Linked DNA regions of Sus scrofa: regions 1 and 3 are each linked to region 2. A link is a contact called in public HiChIP or PLAC-seq data. All regions are on one chromosome and are shown on one strand. Each heading gives the region's core, a stretch centred on a gene start, on an enhancer-like site or on the middle of the called end of the contact. The rest is flanking DNA. Distances are from core to core; before and after follow the strand shown.

Region 1 (2,992 bases), core at 453-2,952, 130 kb after region 2:
AGCCTGGGAACCTTCATAGGCCGCAGGTGTGGCCCTAAAAAGCCAAAAAAGGAAAAAAACGATTTTGGTGAAGCGTGAGGTACACACAACCATGTACACATTTTTACAGAAGGTGGCTGCTAGTTGCACGAAGGTCATTGCTAGTCACGAGGAGCAGACGTCACCATGAAGGATTTTAGTGCTCTTCTAAAATACAAGGCGATGCAAGAACTGGGCTCATAAAGCCTTTTCCTGAAAATATCTAATTATCAGAAGACCTGTTCTGTCAGTTTTTCCCAGAACACAGAGCGCCTCACTCCTCCGCCCTGAGCTGCTTTCAGGGGGCGCTGGGGGCGGCAGCTGCACTGGCTCAGGATTCAATCCATCTAGAGGCCGATGGCAGGTGCCAATCTCCAGGTCAAAAAACCAAATAGCAGCCTCCTCTTTCCTTGGCTTATGAATGGTGAGTATATAAAAAAAGAAACACAACATTGTAAATCAACTATACTTCAATTAAAAAAAAAAAAAAACGAACCTGGGGTTACCTGGGAGCTCAGTGGGTTAAGGATCTGGTGTTGTCACTGCTACGGCTCGGGTTGATTGCCAGGAGTCGAAAGATAGATTGGCATGGTTCATTTTTCAGAGCTGCAAGCAAAAGCCAAGAGGCTTTTTCAATAAGGAAAATATCAGAGCTGTTAGCCATAGTTTGCATTTACATAAGGGGAAAGAGGCTCAGAGAGAGTAAGTCCACTCTCTGAAATCACACAGCCATCAAACAGCAGGAGGAGGACTTGAACTCAGGCCTGTCTGATGACATGCTCATGTCCTTAAACCAACGCCATATGGCCCGTCCTGGTGGTCATGGAAAGATCTGGGGCCTGGCCCCGCACTGTAAATGGAAATATGAGTCATCGGCCATCCCCAGGGATGGCTGGGGAGTGAGAGGCCCTCAGCGATGGGGCAGAATGTTCCGCCAGATGCTGAGAAGCAGCTGCCAGCACCACTCCGTCTCTTTCAAGCTGAGGAAAGGGAGGAGGAGATCGTGGAGGAGCCGGGGTCACAAGCCAGTGGAGCGCAGCCTGGAGTGGGGCCACGACTCGGTGAGTGACGTCAGGCTCGCACATCTGGTCTCTGGAATGCTGAGGCCCCAGAGGACAAGCCTGGAGTTCTGCTGCTCCTTGGGGCAGGCTCCTCCTCTGAAAATAACCCAGGCTGCTTCGTGGAGAAAAGGCTTGGGCTTTCTAGGCTCTTCTGGATCAACTCAGGTGGTGACATGTGAAACAGACATTCGTGGCCCACTGAGGAAGACCAGGTCTCCGGAGACACAGGATCAGAAGAAGCAAGGTCCAGAGTCAGACGGCTCTGGGGTGGGCTCCTTGCTGAGGGCCTCGGTTTCCCCATCTGTGCACGAGCATCACACTCCGCGGGGTCTGGAGCAAGGAGAACCTGCAGAATGCCCTGCACCTGCGGGACGTCCAGTCAATGCTCCTGCCCGAGTCAGCGAACAAGTGAGCAGACCTGCACGATGTCCAGACAGCCAGCCCAGAGCAGGTGGTCACCACCTTGCTGGCCGGTCTCCCTGGAGGCATTGTGGCCGACCTTCCTTTTCTGGAGCCAGATTCCGATGTGCCCCAAGGATTACCAACCTCTTTCAAGGGCCAAGGTGAACGTGAAGAATAAGGAAGAGCACGGCCTTGGCCTTTGTGCCCATTGATAGGGCCCCACCTGACTCATCTTGGAGGCTCTCACTGGTTCTACCCGGGAAAGTTTGGGACTGGCCAGTGTGACTTAGGTGGGATCGGTGATTCATTTTGCTCCCAGAGGGAACAAAAGCCCAGGTCTTCCCAAGGTCCCCTCTGCCCTGGCTGGCCTTGTCCCTTGGTCAGGGAATGAGTCACCCCCCTCCTCAGGGCTGCTCCCATTTTCACTTCGCCTCGGCCTTCAGACATCAATCAGGCAGCCAATTCCTCTTTCCTTGGCTCTTGGGGGGAAAAAGGTGAGTATGCAAAGGGAGGACTGACAAGAGGAACTAAGCTGTCATTGTTCCGTGGTGGCCACTGAAAGGGAATTCATCTCAGGGAGGGAGAATTAGAAGCTGCAGCCAGCCCCCCCCCATGCCCTCTCTCTGCCTGGCAGGGGGCAGGGCCGAAGCCCACACCTCCAAAGGCTCTTCCCCAAAGTGGGAAAACAACCTATCCTCCGAAATCGACTGGAATTTTATTTTATTTTATTTGCTTTTTTTCTTTTAAGGGCCACACCTGAGGCCTATGGAGCTTCCAGGCTTAGAGTCAAACTGGAGCTGCAGCTGCCGGCCTGCACCACAGCCATAAGCACGTGGGATCCGAGCCGCGTCTGTGGCCTACACGACAGGTCACGGCAACGCCGGATCCTTGACCCACTGAGGGAGCCAGGGATTGAAACTGCAGACCCATGGATACTACTAGTCTGGTTCATTACCACTGAGCCACAATGGCAATTCCCCGCTAGAATTTTTAAAAAGTATCCTGGTTGATACAATTTGCCTGGGACACCAGTCAGTGCTTCCTTGCTTAGATAAACCATATGAGGTCACTTTCCTACAAAACGAAGAGCATCATATTGAGCTGACAAAGTGGTGCTGGGCCATAAAGAAGAGAGGATGAAAGTGGAACGAGGAGCCTGTGCCCTGCTCCTTGGCGAGAAATGCCCTCCCCGAGTTTCACTGAGGAGCCCCGCCATGGGTGGGGTGCCAGCCTCTTCTTTGACTCCCGTCTTTGTTCCATGCTGGGACCCCAGTCATCTGGAGGTCAGGCGTCCTGCCAAAGGCTGGACCCTCAGTTATCTGGAGCTCAGCTGTGGGCCCAGAGTAACTGGACCGGAACTCTGAGTGGGGACTGCGGGTCCCAAAGTCCCAGTGCGTTTCTTTAGAGCCTCGGCTCAGACCATCGGGATAAAAGCAGGGAGAAGCAGGATATCCTCAGAGGCCAGCGTCTCAAACAGAGTGATGCAGGCTGACTCACTGCCCTTTTCTGGG
Region 2 (2,700 bases), core at 123-2,622:
CTGCCAAAGCCTCAGGGGAAGAAGCCTTGGGCAAAATAAGATCAGCTTTCTCCAGGGAGAGCTGATGGGGCAGGGTGACTGTCTGGGTCACAGCCCAGAGCTGAGGGACAGAGAAAAATAATAAAAAGGAGCATCAGCAGTAGGTACCATTGACCCAAAGCCTTCTTTGCGGGGTGGGTGGTTTTAAAGACACTGCCTTATTTGACAGCGCTCTTAGGAGGTGGCACCATCCCCATTTTATGCACAAGTAAACTGAGGCACAGTTCTGTGACCTGTCCCGGGTCCCATAGCTGGTAAGTGACTGAGTGGGTTTGAATCAGAACTTTGTTCCACAGCCCCACGCTCTTTCTGCTCAGACTGCACCTGCCTTCTCACATCTGTTCGTTGCTGTCAGCACTTGAGGGGTCCAGTGAGATGCCCCCCAAGAAATGGTGAATAAAAGAAAGAGGACTTCCCCTGGATTGTTAAGCAAAACCTCAGGTGGATCAGAGCACAACGGTGCCAAGTCACCTGAGAGAAAGGGGCTCCCAGCCTGGCAGACTCAGAGGCCCTGTGTTCAGACTGAGCAGCTGATGTGATCAAGAGCCCAGGTTCTGGAACGGGACGGGAAGCTGGTTCCAATCCCCACCCGGCCACTTTATAGCTCCGGGGCCACCTCTCAGTGCCTCAGTGGCCAAATCCGTATAATGGGGGCAGTAACAGTCCCAATATCAGAACTGCCATGATGACTGAAAAAGATGGGGACCTAGAGAGCTTAGCACAATGTCCAGCAAAGCAGTCCATTAGCGATAGCTTCTACTCTTACTATTATTATTAGAGTCAAACAATATATTGCTTACAATGGACTTGGGCAGTCCTGGGACAGGATAAAAAATGAGAGTCCTGGTGTAGACAGCCTCGTGGGGGTGTCTCAACTGATAAGCTTCAAACCACTGTCTATCACCCCAATCTGCTGGCTCCGATTATGCTTTACTTCCTACCAAGGCCTGTCTGCTTCTCCATGACACTGAGTGTTGGGGTCCTGGGACATACCTGTTTACAAACGGCCATCTGGTGTAATTTGAGAATCTCACAATTTTGGATAAAGAGCTTGTTGCCTCAAGAGCTGGAGCATCTGCTGTGTGCTAATCAATCAGGGTCTTGCGTGTGGAGGACTGGGGTCAGATGTAGGGCCGAGGAGGTGTTTGCAACACCTGGACCTTTGGGGCAGGCCACCCGCCTGCTCTTTCTCAAACATGTCACACCCTATCTTGCAGTTAGATTTCTTCCCCTTAACTCTGAGACTGGCCTCCCATCTTTACCCAGGCAGATCACCCAGGAAAAGTCCCTTAAAGGGAAATCACAGGAAATCAAGCCAGACACTTGTCATCTCTGATCTTGGCCAGCAGAGGGCGTGATTGCACGCAGCTGGGCTCAGCTGCCACCCGCATACCTTGTTGGCCACCGTGTATTGGTAAGAGTACCGTTGCTTGCCACTCTTGTCCTCGTAAACCGTGGGCACGATCTTCAGGATGTAGTCGTGGGAGGCGAGAGCTGAGGGAAGGACACAGCAGCATGAAGCACGGGGGTGGGCACTGCCTGGCTGGCAGCTCTTTCTACGTCAGTTCAACCCTAGACGTGCTTGGCATTGCCACGGGGTGGGAGGGACTCAGCCTGCATAATTTTGCCACCAAACCACCCCTCTTCTTTTTGAAAGACTCCATCTGTCAGTATCTTTACTCCTGCACTGTATAGAATATTAAATTCTAGAAACGACCTAAATGTCCATCAATAGGGCAAGTGCTGAGGAGGGGCTGCTGGAAGAAACCACTTGTTTGGTGAAAAGAATTAAGTTACAGACCAGGGTGAATAATGTGATTCCCTGGATTAGGAGCAGGGAAGACTCACTCCTTTACATGCGTGAATACACAGAAGAATTTTCTGCAAAGATACCCAAGAAACTATTAGCAGTTTTAGCATCTGGGAGGGAACGTGGGATTTGATAAATGTCATATTTCTTCATGCACCTTCTTATCCTGTTTGAATTCTGTTACTTTCGAAACAAACTGGGTTCAAGTTTTAAAGATGAAAAACCGGGGAGCTCCTATTGTGGCTCAGCGGTTACGAACCCGACTAGGAACCATGAGGTTGCAGGTTTGATTTCTGGCCTTGATCAATGGGTTAAGGATCCGGCGCTGCCTGTGGTGTAGGTCACAGATGTGGCTCAGATCCCATATTGCTGTGGCTCTGGCATACGCCGGCAGCTGCAGCTCTAACTGGACCCCTAGCCTGGGAACCTCCATATGGCACAGGTGCAGCCCTAAAAAGCAAAAAAACCCAACCAACCAACCATCCAACCAAAAAAAAAGAAAAAGAAAAACTGCATCGATAAAGAACTGATTAATTTCTTCCCTCATTTTCTCATTTTCAATTAATGGGAGGTCAGTTGTCCCCTGAACTGGTCCTGTGGGATTACTCTGTAACTCTTACCCCATCCCTGCTGGATGAGGGAGGCTGCAGGGGGCGGGGTGGGGTGGGGGACTCAGCCTTACTCATCTTTCTGTCCCCAGAACCCTGCGCAGGGCCTGGTACAGAGTGGACAGTGGCAAATGCTTATTGAATGAATGAATGGAGAGATGGATGACTGGTCAGAGACATGAATGGGAGAACAGATGAATCAGCTTCTGATAAGCATGAAGTAACCGGAATCAGACACCGGGC
Region 3 (2,768 bases), core at 158-2,657, 190 kb after region 2:
TAGCAATTGATTTAAAGGAAAATTTCAAGTAAAAACAGTCAAGATATAGCAAAAAAAACTACAGTGATACTAGAATGAGGGGGGGATCACTTGCCCAGGCCTGCTGGAGACAGTGGAAGAGGTGGGGGCAGAGGGAGCTGATCCTTAAGGGACTGAGGCTGTCCTGGCCCCAGCTTTCTCCATACCGCCACCTGTCTCCTCCCTTTCTCTCCTCCGCAGCCAGAGTGACCTTTGCAAATGTAAGCTGCATCCTGCTCCTCTCTCGTGAACCCCTCCTGGCTTCCCAGTGCATTTTAGAGAAAGGAAACTCTGGGAGTTCTTTGGCAGCTCCATGGGTTAAGGATACAGCATTGTCACTGCTGTGGCTTGGGTCACCACTGTGGTGTGGGTTCAATCCCAGGCCCCAGAACTCTTGCATGCTGTAGGAGGTGGCAAAAAGAAAGGGGCGGGGGGGAGAAAAAGAAAAAAGAAAAGAACTTTTCCCCAAGGCAGAGAAGCCTCTACGTAACCTAGCCTGTCCCAACTTAGTTTCTCTTCTTCCTCACTGGCTGTGAGGTGGCATCACAGTGGCCTCGCTGCCATTACTGCTTCAGAGCCTTTGCACATATGCTATTTCTTCTGCTCAGACCATTTCCCTTTCTCTGTGTGTGTGTGTGTGTGTGTGTGTGTGTGTGTGTGTGTGTGTGTGTGTGTGTGTGTGTTGTCTTTTTAGGGCCGCACCCCGGGCATATGGAAGTTCCGGGCTAGGGGTAGAATCAGAGCTGTAACCTTTGGCCTATGCCACAGCCACAGCCACAGCAAAGCGGGATCTGAGCCACAGCTGCGACCTACATGGCAGCTCATGGCAACGCCGGATCCTTAACCCACTGAGCGAGGCCAGGGATGGAACCCGCAACCTCATGGATTCTGGTTGGGTTCTTAACCCGCTGAGCCACAGTGGGAATTCTGACCATTCTTTTTCTAAGTTTCCCCACAGAGGCCCCTTTCTCAGCCACCTCCCCAGAGCAGTGGCTCCCCCTCTGCCCTCTACACTGAGAAGGAGCTCTTTTAAGGTCTCACAATCACCTCACGCTCTTTCATCCATCTGAACAGTACTTCTAACACTCTCTAGATATTTTTCTTTTAAAAACACACTGTATGTTTTGGTTGCTCCAGTGCGGCGAGAACTCTGTCTGGTCACTGCTGTGTCCCCAGATTGGTGTCTGGCACATAGTAGATGCTCAGGAAATACTGGTTCAGCACATATGATGCCCGAGGGGGCTGGAGGATGGGTTTAATTAAGCTTGTGCCTCCACAGCTGGGAAGCAGACTTCTCCAGAAACAGCTGAGAGGTTTGAGGGCCTCCAGATGAACAGTCCAGGCAGCTGAAACCAAAAATGCAGATGGAATTAGTCACCCTCGGAGCCTGGTAACGCTGGCACCAAACGCACTCCCCATCCAAACACATCACAACACTGCGGGCCCCTGCGTCTCCAGGGCCCCAGGTGGCAGCTCTGGCATTTGGGAGCTGGCGGCAGCTGAGCAGTGTGGGCACGACGGGGGTGGGGGGTGCGGAGGGAGGCTGGGGGCTGTGGAATGAACTAGGTTAAGGGCGGCAGATAGGGTTGCCTGGCCTGGGAGAGGCAGTGGCAGTGAAGGGGGGAGGGCTTCCCAGCACAGACCTTGAGAAGAGTTGCCTTGAGCATGAGCTCAAAGTTGTTGAAAAAGAAAAATTCCACTCATAAACAGAAGCAGATCGCTCTGTATGTGAAATTCACTTCCAAGACTCTGCTTGCTTGAAAGGGGAAATTCTCTGGTTTCTTTCTTCGTGGTTGTATAATCGCTTTATTGAAATATAATTCACAGAGTTCCCTGGTGGCACAGCAGGTTGGGGACTGGGTGTTGTCACCGCCGTGGTGCGGGTTTGATCTCTGGCCTGGAAACGTCCGCATGCCACGGAGGGGCCAAAAAAAAAAAGAAAAAGAGAAATGTAATTCACATGCCATATCATTTGCTCATTTAAAATGTACGATTCGGCCGTTTTCAGTATATTCTGAATTGTTCCTCCATCACTACGGTCTGTTCCAGAACATTTTCATGACCCCCCAAAAAGAACCCCTACCCACTGGCAGCCCTCCTCTGCCCCGCACTAGGCAAGCACAAATCTATCTTCTGTTTCTATGGATTTATCTCTCCAGATACTTAATTTCAATGGAAGCATGTTATGTGGGATCTTCTGTGACTGGCTTCTTTGATGTATCATAGGTTTCCCAAGATCACATCAGGATGGATCAGTGCTTCCTTGCTTTCTGTGGCCAAATAATGTTCCATTGTGCTAACAAACTACATTTTATGTAGTCATTCCTTGGTTTATGGACATTTGGGTTACTTCCATTTGGGGGGTATTACGAATAATGCTGCCTTGCTCATCCAACCAGTTTTGTGTGGACATACGTTTTCATTTCCCATCTATCCAGGAGCAGACTTTACTTTCTTCTAAGAGGAAAAAAAAAAAAAATCCCTCAAGTCAAAACATGTATAACAAGTGTGGATTTAAAATATCTCTCGTGGAGTTCCCATCGTGGCTCAGTGGTTAATGAATCCGACTAGGAACCATGAGGTTGCGGGTTCGATCCCTGGCCTCACTCAGTGGGTTAAGGATCCGGCATTGCCGTGAGCTGTGGTGTAGGTCGCAGATGCGGCTCAGATCCCGTGTTGCCGTGGCTCTGGTGTAGGCCAGAGGCTACAGCTCTGATTCGACCCCTAGCCTGGGAACCTCCATATGCCAC

What was found. HiChIP or PLAC-seq counts read pairs in DNA pulled down with a chosen protein or histone mark.
Region 1: an H3K27ac HiChIP or PLAC-seq map of skeletal muscle shows a contact between it and region 2. The contact joins two enhancer-like sites. A contact is called at or near these places in 3 of 47 Hi-C or Micro-C datasets (embryonic fibroblasts and skeletal muscle) and 2 of 2 datasets of contacts at active chromatin or transcription factors (alveolar macrophages and skeletal muscle).
Region 3: an H3K27ac HiChIP or PLAC-seq map of skeletal muscle shows a contact between it and region 2. The contact joins two enhancer-like sites. A contact is called at or near these places in 3 of 47 Hi-C or Micro-C datasets (liver and skeletal muscle) and 2 of 2 datasets of contacts at active chromatin or transcription factors (alveolar macrophages and skeletal muscle).

The regions. Positions count from the first base shown.
Region 1 is chr16:51,432,224-51,435,215 of Sscrofa11.1, forward strand. It overlaps LOC102166710 (a long non-coding RNA gene), which reads right to left. Exons shown (of 5, transcript XR_001304774.2): 5 at 1-624. Among named protein-coding and RNA genes, the nearest start is that of DUSP1, 25 kb to the right of the region's middle. Within about 2 kb of position 1,703, at least 35 of the 83 cell types and tissues checked have an H3K27ac peak or open chromatin away from gene starts, as enhancers often do. A contact at or near this core is called in skeletal muscle, where this site is marked.
Region 2 is chr16:51,299,904-51,302,603 of Sscrofa11.1, forward strand. It overlaps ERGIC1 (endoplasmic reticulum-Golgi intermediate compartment protein 1), which reads right to left. Exons shown (of 10, transcript XM_003134052.6): 8 at 1,433-1,533. Among named protein-coding and RNA genes, the nearest start is that of RPL26L1, 25 kb to the left of the region's middle. Within about 2 kb of position 1,373, at least 28 of the 83 cell types and tissues checked have an H3K27ac peak or open chromatin away from gene starts, as enhancers often do. A contact at or near this core is called in skeletal muscle, where this site is marked.
Region 3 is chr16:51,490,329-51,493,096 of Sscrofa11.1, forward strand. No RefSeq gene overlaps it. Among named protein-coding and RNA genes, the nearest start is that of TRNAE-UUC, 15 kb to the left of the region's middle. Within about 2 kb of position 1,408, at least 24 of the 83 cell types and tissues checked have an H3K27ac peak or open chromatin away from gene starts, as enhancers often do. A contact at or near this core is called in skeletal muscle, where this site is marked.